Linked DNA regions of Macaca mulatta: region 1 is linked to region 2. A link is a contact called in public Hi-C data. All regions are on one chromosome and are shown on one strand. The core of a region is the stretch at or near the end of the contact, and the rest is flanking DNA. Distances in the headings are between cores, read along the strand shown.

The links. A called contact is a pair of places that touch in the nucleus more often than the background predicts.
Region 1: a contact with region 2 is called in a Hi-C map of blood, with 6 times the contacts expected there. The contact joins the promoter of CCDC115 here to the promoter of SMPD4 in region 2. A contact is called at or near these places in 4 of 14 Hi-C or Micro-C datasets (CD4 T cells, blood, fetal cortex germinal zone and 1 more).

The regions. Positions count from the first base shown.
Region 1 is chr12:6,446,488-6,450,517 of T2T-MMU8v2.0, reverse strand. It overlaps CCDC115 (coiled-coil domain containing 115), which reads left to right and starts at 2,337. Exons shown (of 5, transcript XM_001093120.5): 1 at 2,337-2,459; 2 at 2,530-2,633; 3 at 2,721-2,803; 4 at 3,432-3,563. The coding sequence starts at 2,349. IMP4 (IMP U3 small nucleolar ribonucleoprotein 4) reads right to left here and starts at 1,552. Exons shown (of 9, transcript NM_001266231.1): 1 at 1,525-1,552; 2 at 1,274-1,382. The coding sequence starts at 1,527.
Region 2 is chr12:6,385,164-6,389,466 of T2T-MMU8v2.0, reverse strand. SMPD4 (sphingomyelin phosphodiesterase 4) reads left to right here and starts at 1,999. Exons shown (of 17, transcript XM_077956703.1): 1 at 1,999-2,306. It overlaps MZT2B (mitotic spindle organizing protein 2B), which reads right to left and starts at 1,334. Exons shown (of 3, transcript NM_001193944.2): 1 at 1,139-1,334; 2 at 809-957. The coding sequence starts at 1,308.

The DNA.
Region 1 (4,030 bases), core at 1,088-3,587, 61 kb before region 2:
GCCCATAAACAGTGGTTACTAGGACTTCATTTTCTTTAGTCTCACAACTTGAAGACTTTCTAAAATATCTAAACATATTGTATTGCTTTTATAATCAGGTCGAAATCTAAAAATTGATTTTTTTTTTTTTTTGAGAGTCTAACCCTGTCGCCCAGGCTGGAGTGCAGTGGCGTGATCTCAGCTCACTGCAACCTCTGCCTCCCAGGTTCAAGCGATTCTCCTGCCTCAGCCTGCAGAGTAGCTGGGATTACAGGCACCCATCACTACATCCGGCTAATTTTTGTATTTTCAGTAGAGACGGCGTTTCGCCATGTTGGCCAAGCTGGTCTCGAACTCCTGACTTCAAGTGATCCGTCAGCCTCAGCCTCCCAAAGTGCTGGGATTACAGGAGTGAGCCACGGCGCTGGACTTTAAAAATTACTTTTGAAAAGAAATATAGACTGTTCTGTATGTATGAAGGTGGACCAGAGACCTTAAAGCTCTCAAGACAGCAAAACCGCTAGTCATGATGCCCACAGTGCCTCAAGAGCATGGCTTCAGCGGGTTCTGGGCCGCAGGCTGCCCACTGCAGAGCAGTGCGCTCCAGGCACGCACTCGGGCACCACTGTTCTCCACGGGGCTCAGAGGAACTCTGGCAGGGAGGATGGGCAGTGCAGTCTGCAGCACCCGCGCTATCCAGATAGTCTTTGGAGAAACTTTCTTTTTTTTTTTTTTTTTTTTTTTGAGACGGAGTCTTGCTCTTTTCCCCAGGCTGTAGTGCAGTGGCACGCTCTTGCCTCACTGCAACCTCTGCCTCCCAGGTTCAAGCAATTCCTGCCTCTGCCTCTGTCTCCTGAGTAGCTGGGATTACAGGCGCGTGCCACCACGGCCAGCTACTTTTTGTATTTTTAGTACAGACGGGGTTTCACCATGTTGGTCAGGCTGGTCTCGAACTCCTGACCTCATGATCCGCCCGCCTCGTCCTCCCAAAGTGCTGGGATTACAGGCATGAGCCACCGCTCTAGAGAGAATTTCTATAGGACAAGGTAAAGCCTTTAAAACTGGGGACGAACTTGACACACCGTACACAGCGGGCAAGCTGCAAAACCCGGGTGCTGCAACGTCAACGACAAGTAAGTACCACTGTCACACGGAAGGAACTCTCAAAACCAACAGGAGAATCCAATGGGCAAGGAAAACGGCCTGCAAGCATTTGGAAAGACGCTTGGATATCCGAACACAAGTAAGTGCGGGGGGTTTACCGCGCAGACGCCCGCGGGACCGACCACCGTACCTTCGAGCGCGTGCCTCAGCCGCTCCTTCCTCTCCTGCGCCGAGCGCTGCGCCTCCTCCCGGGCCTTGCGGTACAGGTACTCGCGGCGCAGGCGGGCCTCGCGGCGCAGCTGCGGGAACAGCGGGCCCAGTCACTACTGGCTCCCGAGCCCCGGAGCCCCGGAGCCCCCGAGGCTCCAACGCCCCAGGGCCACATCCCCAGCACTTCACGCGTCCCGCAGCTCCGAAACAGGAGCTCAAACATCCTCCTACCATCTTGAGCGCCGCTTCCACGTGGGTCCGGGAGACTCTGTGGGTTCCTCTGGCGCCTCGCAGTCCTCACTTCCGCCCTCAACCAAGATGGTCCCTTAGACGCTTCACCGGTGCCTGCAGCCGTCGGGCATGCCCTGTGTTAAGATGGCGAATAGGGCTGGGCGGGGGAGGGGGCATGGCAAGGCGATTGGCCGTTCCAGGGGGCGTTCTCCTTGGGACAACCAATAGACTGGATACAGAATGTCGCACGCGGCCTCCGACTGCAGCTAATAAAGATGTCCGCCAGCGGCTTCCCCATCCCCGCCCTTCCCCCGCCACCGCCGTGCAGAATGCACGGTTTCAAGATGATGAACCGCTAAAACAATCATAATTAGCGGCTCGAACCAGTTCATCAGCTGTAAAAATGGCACACCGACTGATCTGGAGGTTGCCTGCCGGCTCCTTTCCAAATTAAAACCACTCTTCCCTCAACCAAAATGGTTTCTGCACAGCTTCGCTTTCTTCCATCGCCACAGCAGGGGCCCGAGTTCTAAGACTGGGCAGCTTCCGGAAGGACTCAGAACCACCTTCGGCCCCGGCCGACAGTCCGGCTGGCTGATCCACGTGGGGGCTAACTGGGGAAACCAGTCGATCGGTTGCTTCTGTGCTGCTTCTCTAAGTGCGCTTGCCCTTAAAGGAGCTGACCCGGAGGCCTAGGTGCTGCCGGCGTGGGGATCCCCAGCTGGGAACGCCCCTCCATGGAAGATCTCGTGTGCCCATTGGCTGTCCTGCCAACCGCGGGCGGTGACGGGGAAGGTGGCGGGTCCGGATCTGAATGCGTGTCCATGGCGGCGCTTGACCTGCGAGCGGAGCTGGACTCGCTGCTCCTGCAGCTGCTGGGGGACCTGGAGGAACTGGAGGGGAAGCGAGCGGTGTTGAACGCCCGGGTGGAGGAGGTAGGCGCCTGGGGCGGGCAGGAGGGCACACGGGCGTAAACTGAGGCTCACCGCTGTCCTCTCCTTGCAGGGCTGGCTGTCGCTCGCCAAGGCTCGCTACGCGATGGGCACCAAGTCGGTGGGGCCCCTGCAGTATGCTTCCCACATGGAGCCCCAGGTCTGCCTCCAGGCCAGGTGAGGAAGCGTCCATGCTGGGCTGGGTGGGCGGGCGCGCTCCAGGCCCGGGGTGCCAAAGCTCCATCCTCCCTTCTTGTCCTTCAGCGAGGCCCAGGAGGGACTCCAGAAGTTCAAGGTGGTGAGATCTGGTGTCCACGCCCCAGAGGAGGTGGGGCCTCGCGAAGCAGGTGAGCCCCCTCTTCCTTCTGCAGAACCCCTTCCCAATGTCAAAGACAAAATGCAAATGATGGAGATGGTTTTAATTAGGTTTTTGCGATAAGAGAGAGCATCCCAGAGCTGAAGAACAGAATGTTTTTGTAGGGTGGTTTTGCCTTAGACTTTTATAGGGAGGAGTAGAGAAGTTGGGGAGTTGCTTTACACTGGGAATAGTTTTACAATCACTTAAGTTTCAGTCAGCTGAACAGAAAATATTCATCTGTGTGTCTAGCTAGTTTCAGAGGGACAAACTTCTAATCCCAGTTAATCATTCCTGAGACAAAGAATGGGGAGTTGGAACGTCTGTGTCTGGTCTGTCAGCATGTTCAGGTCCAATGGGTAAGGTCAGTGTCACAGGCAAACAGGGTCATCGGCAGGTCCTACAGGAGTCATGGGAAAGAGTGGACAAACAGTCTCATCTGAATCACAAGGGGAAAGGCTGTGTTTTGTGGTAAGCTGTTTCCTGGAACCCCAAAGTTGGAATTTTCCAACCAACAGTGTTTTCTAGAATCATGAGCTCAGATCAAGCTCAACATTGTCACCAAGACGATACAGGCCAGGGAGTAGGATCCCAGCCTACTCCAACCTTTCTTTCCTCAGCTCTGCGGAGGCGCAAGGGCCCCACTAAGACCCCAGAACCGCAGTCCTCTGAGGCCCCTCGGGACCCCCTGAACTGGTTTGGAATCCTGGTTCCTCACAGTCTACGTCAGGCTCAAGCCAGCTTCCGGGATGGTGAGTGGACCCTGTTGTTTGGCTGTGTGGCCCTCAGACCCTCTATCCACAGGGAACACTGGAGCACTGCTGCCATGGCTGGGGTTAGTCTGTGAAAGACTTTGCAGGTTTCTCTTCATCCAAACTTCTGTTGTTACCCACTGTGTTTTCCAAAAGCATTTACTGATAGTTGGCAGCATTCGGGTTCATGCTAGCTGCTGGGGATACAGCAGAGAACAAAAGAGAAAAACACCTTTTCATGTAATGTTTAGGAGCAGAGAAAGGCAATGTGCAGATAAGTAATAAGTCAGGATGTGAAAATTGTTACGAAAAACACATAATGGAGTGGGACAGGAGTGGGCCAAGGTAGCTATTTTACGAAGGGTGGCCAGGGGAAGTCTCTCTGAGGAGGTGAAGGAAAAGCTTTGTGGGTGATTTTGGGGAATGGTGCTCTAGATGGAGGAACCAGCCAGGACAAAAGCCCTGAA
Region 2 (4,303 bases), core at 750-3,249:
TTCCATTGGCCTGGGACGCTGTGCTGCATTTCAGAGAGAGCCATCAGGAGCAGAAGCAACATGCGGGGAGGATGAGCAGGGACGGAGGCTCCACCATGACACTCTCAGCCCCAGCATCTGCTCAGCCCAGTCACCACACTGGAGAGGGAGGAGGCCCTTCAGACCCCGCAGGCCTCTGCATCCTGGGAGTTCTGCCTCTGACTCCCTTCCTGCAATCATCAGAGGGAAGCTGGCCAGGGCTGGCCAAGCCCCTGCGCAGGAACGGGGCCTAGGTGGGGTGCAGGCAGGAAGACCTCTGCCTGCCCCGCTCCCTGGGCACTTCCCCGGATGCTGTACACCACAGGACAGGGATCGACACTGTCTTTTGAAAAACATATTTAGAGACAGGATCTCACCCTGTCACCCAGACTGGTCTCAAACTCATGGCCTCAAACGATCCTCCCGCTGTGGCGTCCCAAAGTGCTGGGATTATGGGTGTGAGCCACGGCGCCCAGCCCCAAACCTTCTTGATTCTGGACTTTGTAAGATGAAGGCCTGAGTGAAGAGGTGGGGAGGAGCTAAGCAGAGGAGCCCTACCCAGCCTGGACCACCCTGGGGCACGCACTCTGCGTCCACCTGACCTGGACGTGCCTCCTAAGGCTGGTAGCGAAGCCCGGGAGCAGAGCCCACGGATGGGCCCTGCAGGTGCTGGGCCGAGACCGACAGACAGGCCTGGCCACTCAGGGCCACGCCGCCGCTGTGCCGCGCCTGCCCCCTCCCCGCCCGCCACCCCCGCCACTGGGGCAGGGACAGCGGGCCCAGGTCTGACCTCGGGTCTCGGGCACTGTCGACGTGGGCAGAGACACGGCCGCAGGGTCCTGGGGCTCGCTCGCTAGCCTCTGCCCGGCACACATGGACTTGAGCATCTGGAAGACGGCGAGGGGGGCCACGTTCAGCTTCAGCAGGTCCACCAGGATCCTGGCGGGGACAGACGCGGGGCCGGTGAGCCCTCTCCGCCTGGCGCGGCCACCTCCCTGAAGACCCGACAAGGACGGGGACAGGGGCGCGGGGGGCTCCTCCCGACCAGTGGGACCGGGGGACCCGGAGAGCAGAGGTCGGGGTGTCTGGCGAGGATGCGGCCCCCTCCCGCCCCGCTCACTTGAACACGTCGGGGTCAATGGCGCCGCCCGCCGCCTGCGCCAGCTCGTACAGCTCCATCTCCTCGGTGCTCAGCACCTTCTTCCGCCGCAGCACCAGCTTCTGCCGGGCCGCCTCCAACCCCGCGGGCGCCCCGGACCCCGGCCCAGGCCCTGCGCCCGGCGCCGCCATCCGCGCGGCCCGAGAAAAGGTGCGCCCCCGCCGCGCCCCCTAGCGGCTCCGCCCACCGCGCTCTCCCTGCAGCGCCAGCGTCCTGCCTCCCAGGCGACCCCGGCGGGAGCGGCGGGAGCGGCGGGCGGGAGGGCGGGCCGGGGACGGGGCCGCCTCCGCGGCGTCATTGGAATCTAACAGTTACTGGGCGCTCCAAGTGTGCTGAGCGGCGCGCTAGGGGCCGGGGGTGGCATGGTGGACTGCAGGGGCCCGCTGCTTGGCGGTCAGGGCCTCCCTGATAGACTGCATTGATCGTGCTCGCTTAGGTGGCAGCACCCGGCCCAGTGCTAGGCATATATTGGGCGCTCAGTAAATGCCTCTTACAATAAAGTGTGCAATTTTCTGGTCCGCGCCGGTGCACCGCTAGGAGTCGCTCTTCGGGGGGGGGGGGCACTAATCAACGACCTGTTTACGCGCACGCGCATTCCTTGCGGGGGAGAAATTGCGTGAGCCCTACCTCGAGGCGCCGGAGGCCACCACAACGCAGGCGCATTCAGCTGCGGACCACCCCCTCCCCCCGCACTCCTGCCTCGCCACTTCCCGTCCTCGCCCGGCAGGCCTTCGCTTTGCGCACGCGCCGTGTGAGAACGGCCCAGAGAGGTAGAGACACTTTTCCCGCCCGGCCGCGGGGCGTGGCTCTGCGCGCAGCTTGATGACGAAGTTTCGGCGCCGTGGCGGAATGGCGGCTTCTACCTCTGAGGCGGGCGACGCTATGGGTCCCACAGGTGAGTGGGGCGGAACGCGCGCGTGAGACAGTCCGGCGCCCTGGGGCCTTCCCCGAGCCGCTGCGGAGGCCATGTCCGTTCCTCCGCGAGCCCCAGGACTCTGGCCGGCCTGGCGGCTTTGCCCAGGCCGGGCAGGCTGGGGAGTGGAGAGCCCCGGCTGAGTCTTCCTGCCACCCCCCGGGCCATGCCTTTGTGTCACCTTCCCTCGCGGCTCCTGCACTCTGTCCTAGTCCGGTAGGTGTTCGTTGAAAGTTAACTTTCCTTGAAGGAATTGAGGGAAGGAGAGCTTTGTGTTGAAGTTGAGCCTTGGGTTTAACAGGTGGTGTGGGAGGAACAGCCAGGTGTGGGTCCCAGCTCGACCCTTCCCATGTGTGCTCGACTTCTCCCAGCCTTAGTTTCGGAGGGTCCCGAAGCCCAGTTGGCGGGAGAGTTGGGAACAGGTGGGCGCGTGCTGCTGAGGGAGATCTTGGCCTGACAGAATTTGCTTGGAATGATTGGCATTGCCCAAGGGTTGTCGTTCTCAGGAAAACAAAACAAAAAAGACGGGGTCCGAAGCAGCTCCTGGAGAAAATAGGTGTTGGAGAGGCGCGATGAAGCGGACGCTAGATGCATGGCAGGCAGAGACCTGTGACGGGGGAGGGTGGCTATGGCAGGGTCAGAGAACAGGGGTGTGGGAGACACTTCTTGGGAATTCCCGGGTTGGAATATCCTCTCTTGGAAATTTCCTAGAAATTCTTCTGGGCCTCATTCTTTCAGTCGCTGCCCATGAAAGCTTCTTCTGAGCAGAGATGCTCTCCACTTCATCATCCGCTAGAGCTCCGCGCTTATCCAACAGTCCACAGCTGCTTTGATCATTTTGCAGTAGTGCAGTGTTTTCTTGATCAAGTGCCTTAGGGCCGAGGCGTTTTTCTTTAACACTGCAGTTGATAGCTAGGTTAAGAATTGAGGCCGGGCTCGGTGGCTCACACCTGTAATCCCAGCACTTTGGGAGACCGACGCGGGTGGATCACGAGGTCAGAAGTTCAAGACCAGCCTGGCCAAGATGGTGAAACCTCGTCTCTACTAAAAAATACAAAATTAGCCGGGCGTGGTAGTGGGCGCCTGTAATCCCAGCTACTTGGGTGGCTGAGGCAGAGAATTGCTTGAACCCGAGAGGCGGAGGTTGCAGTGAGCTGAGATCGTGCCACTGCACTCCAGCCTGGGTGACAGAGCGCAGAGGGAGACTCCGTGTCAAAAAAACAAAAAAAAGAAAAGAAAAAAAGCGGCGGGGCACGGTGGCTCACGTCTGTAATCCCAGCACTTTGGGAGGCCAAGGCGGGTGGATCACGAGGTCAGGAGTTCGAGACCAGTCTGGCCAACATAGTGAAACCCCGTCTTGACTAAAAATACAAAAATTAACTGGGTGTGATGGCATGTGCCTGTAATCCCAACTACTCTCGAGGCTGAGACAGGAGAATTGCTTGAACCAGGGAGTTGGAGGTTGCAGTGAGCCGAGATCACGCCAGGGGACTCCAGCTTGGCCACGGAGCGAGACTCCATCTCAAAAAAGAATTGAAAAAGCCTGCACTTTGGGAGGCTGAGGCAGTGGATCACTTGAGGTCAGGAATTTGAGATCAACCTGGCCACCATAGGGAAACCCGCCTCTACTAAAAATAGAAAAATTAGCCAACCTTGGTGGCAGGCTCCTGTAATCCCAGCTACTCGGGAGGCTGAAGCACTAGAACCTTTTGAACTTTGGAGGTGGAGGTTGCAGTGAGATGATGGAGTGAGACTGTCAAAAAAATAAAATAAAATAAAATAAAGGCTGGCGCAGTGGCTGACGCCTGTAATCCCACCACTTTGGGAGACCGAGGCGGGCAGGTCATGAGGTCAGGAGATTGAGACCATCCTGGCTAACACGGTGAAACCCAGTCTCTACTAAAAATACAAAAAAATTAGCTGGGTGTAGTGGCGGGGACCTGCAGTCCTAACTACTCAGGAGGCTGAAGCAGGAGAATGGGGAGAACCCGGGAGGCGGAGCTTGCAGTGAGCTGAGATCAGGCCACTGGACTACAGCCTGGGCGACAGAGTGAGACTCTGTCTCAAAAAAAAAAAAAAAAAATTGAAAAATCTTGGGAGATATTCCTATTGCCAAGTGGCACAAAGGCAGGGATTCCTGTCTCCTCTCACTCTGCAACTGCCTACATGGCCTCTTTACACCCAGCCTTTCTTCCTCCACAGACTGCCAGGTG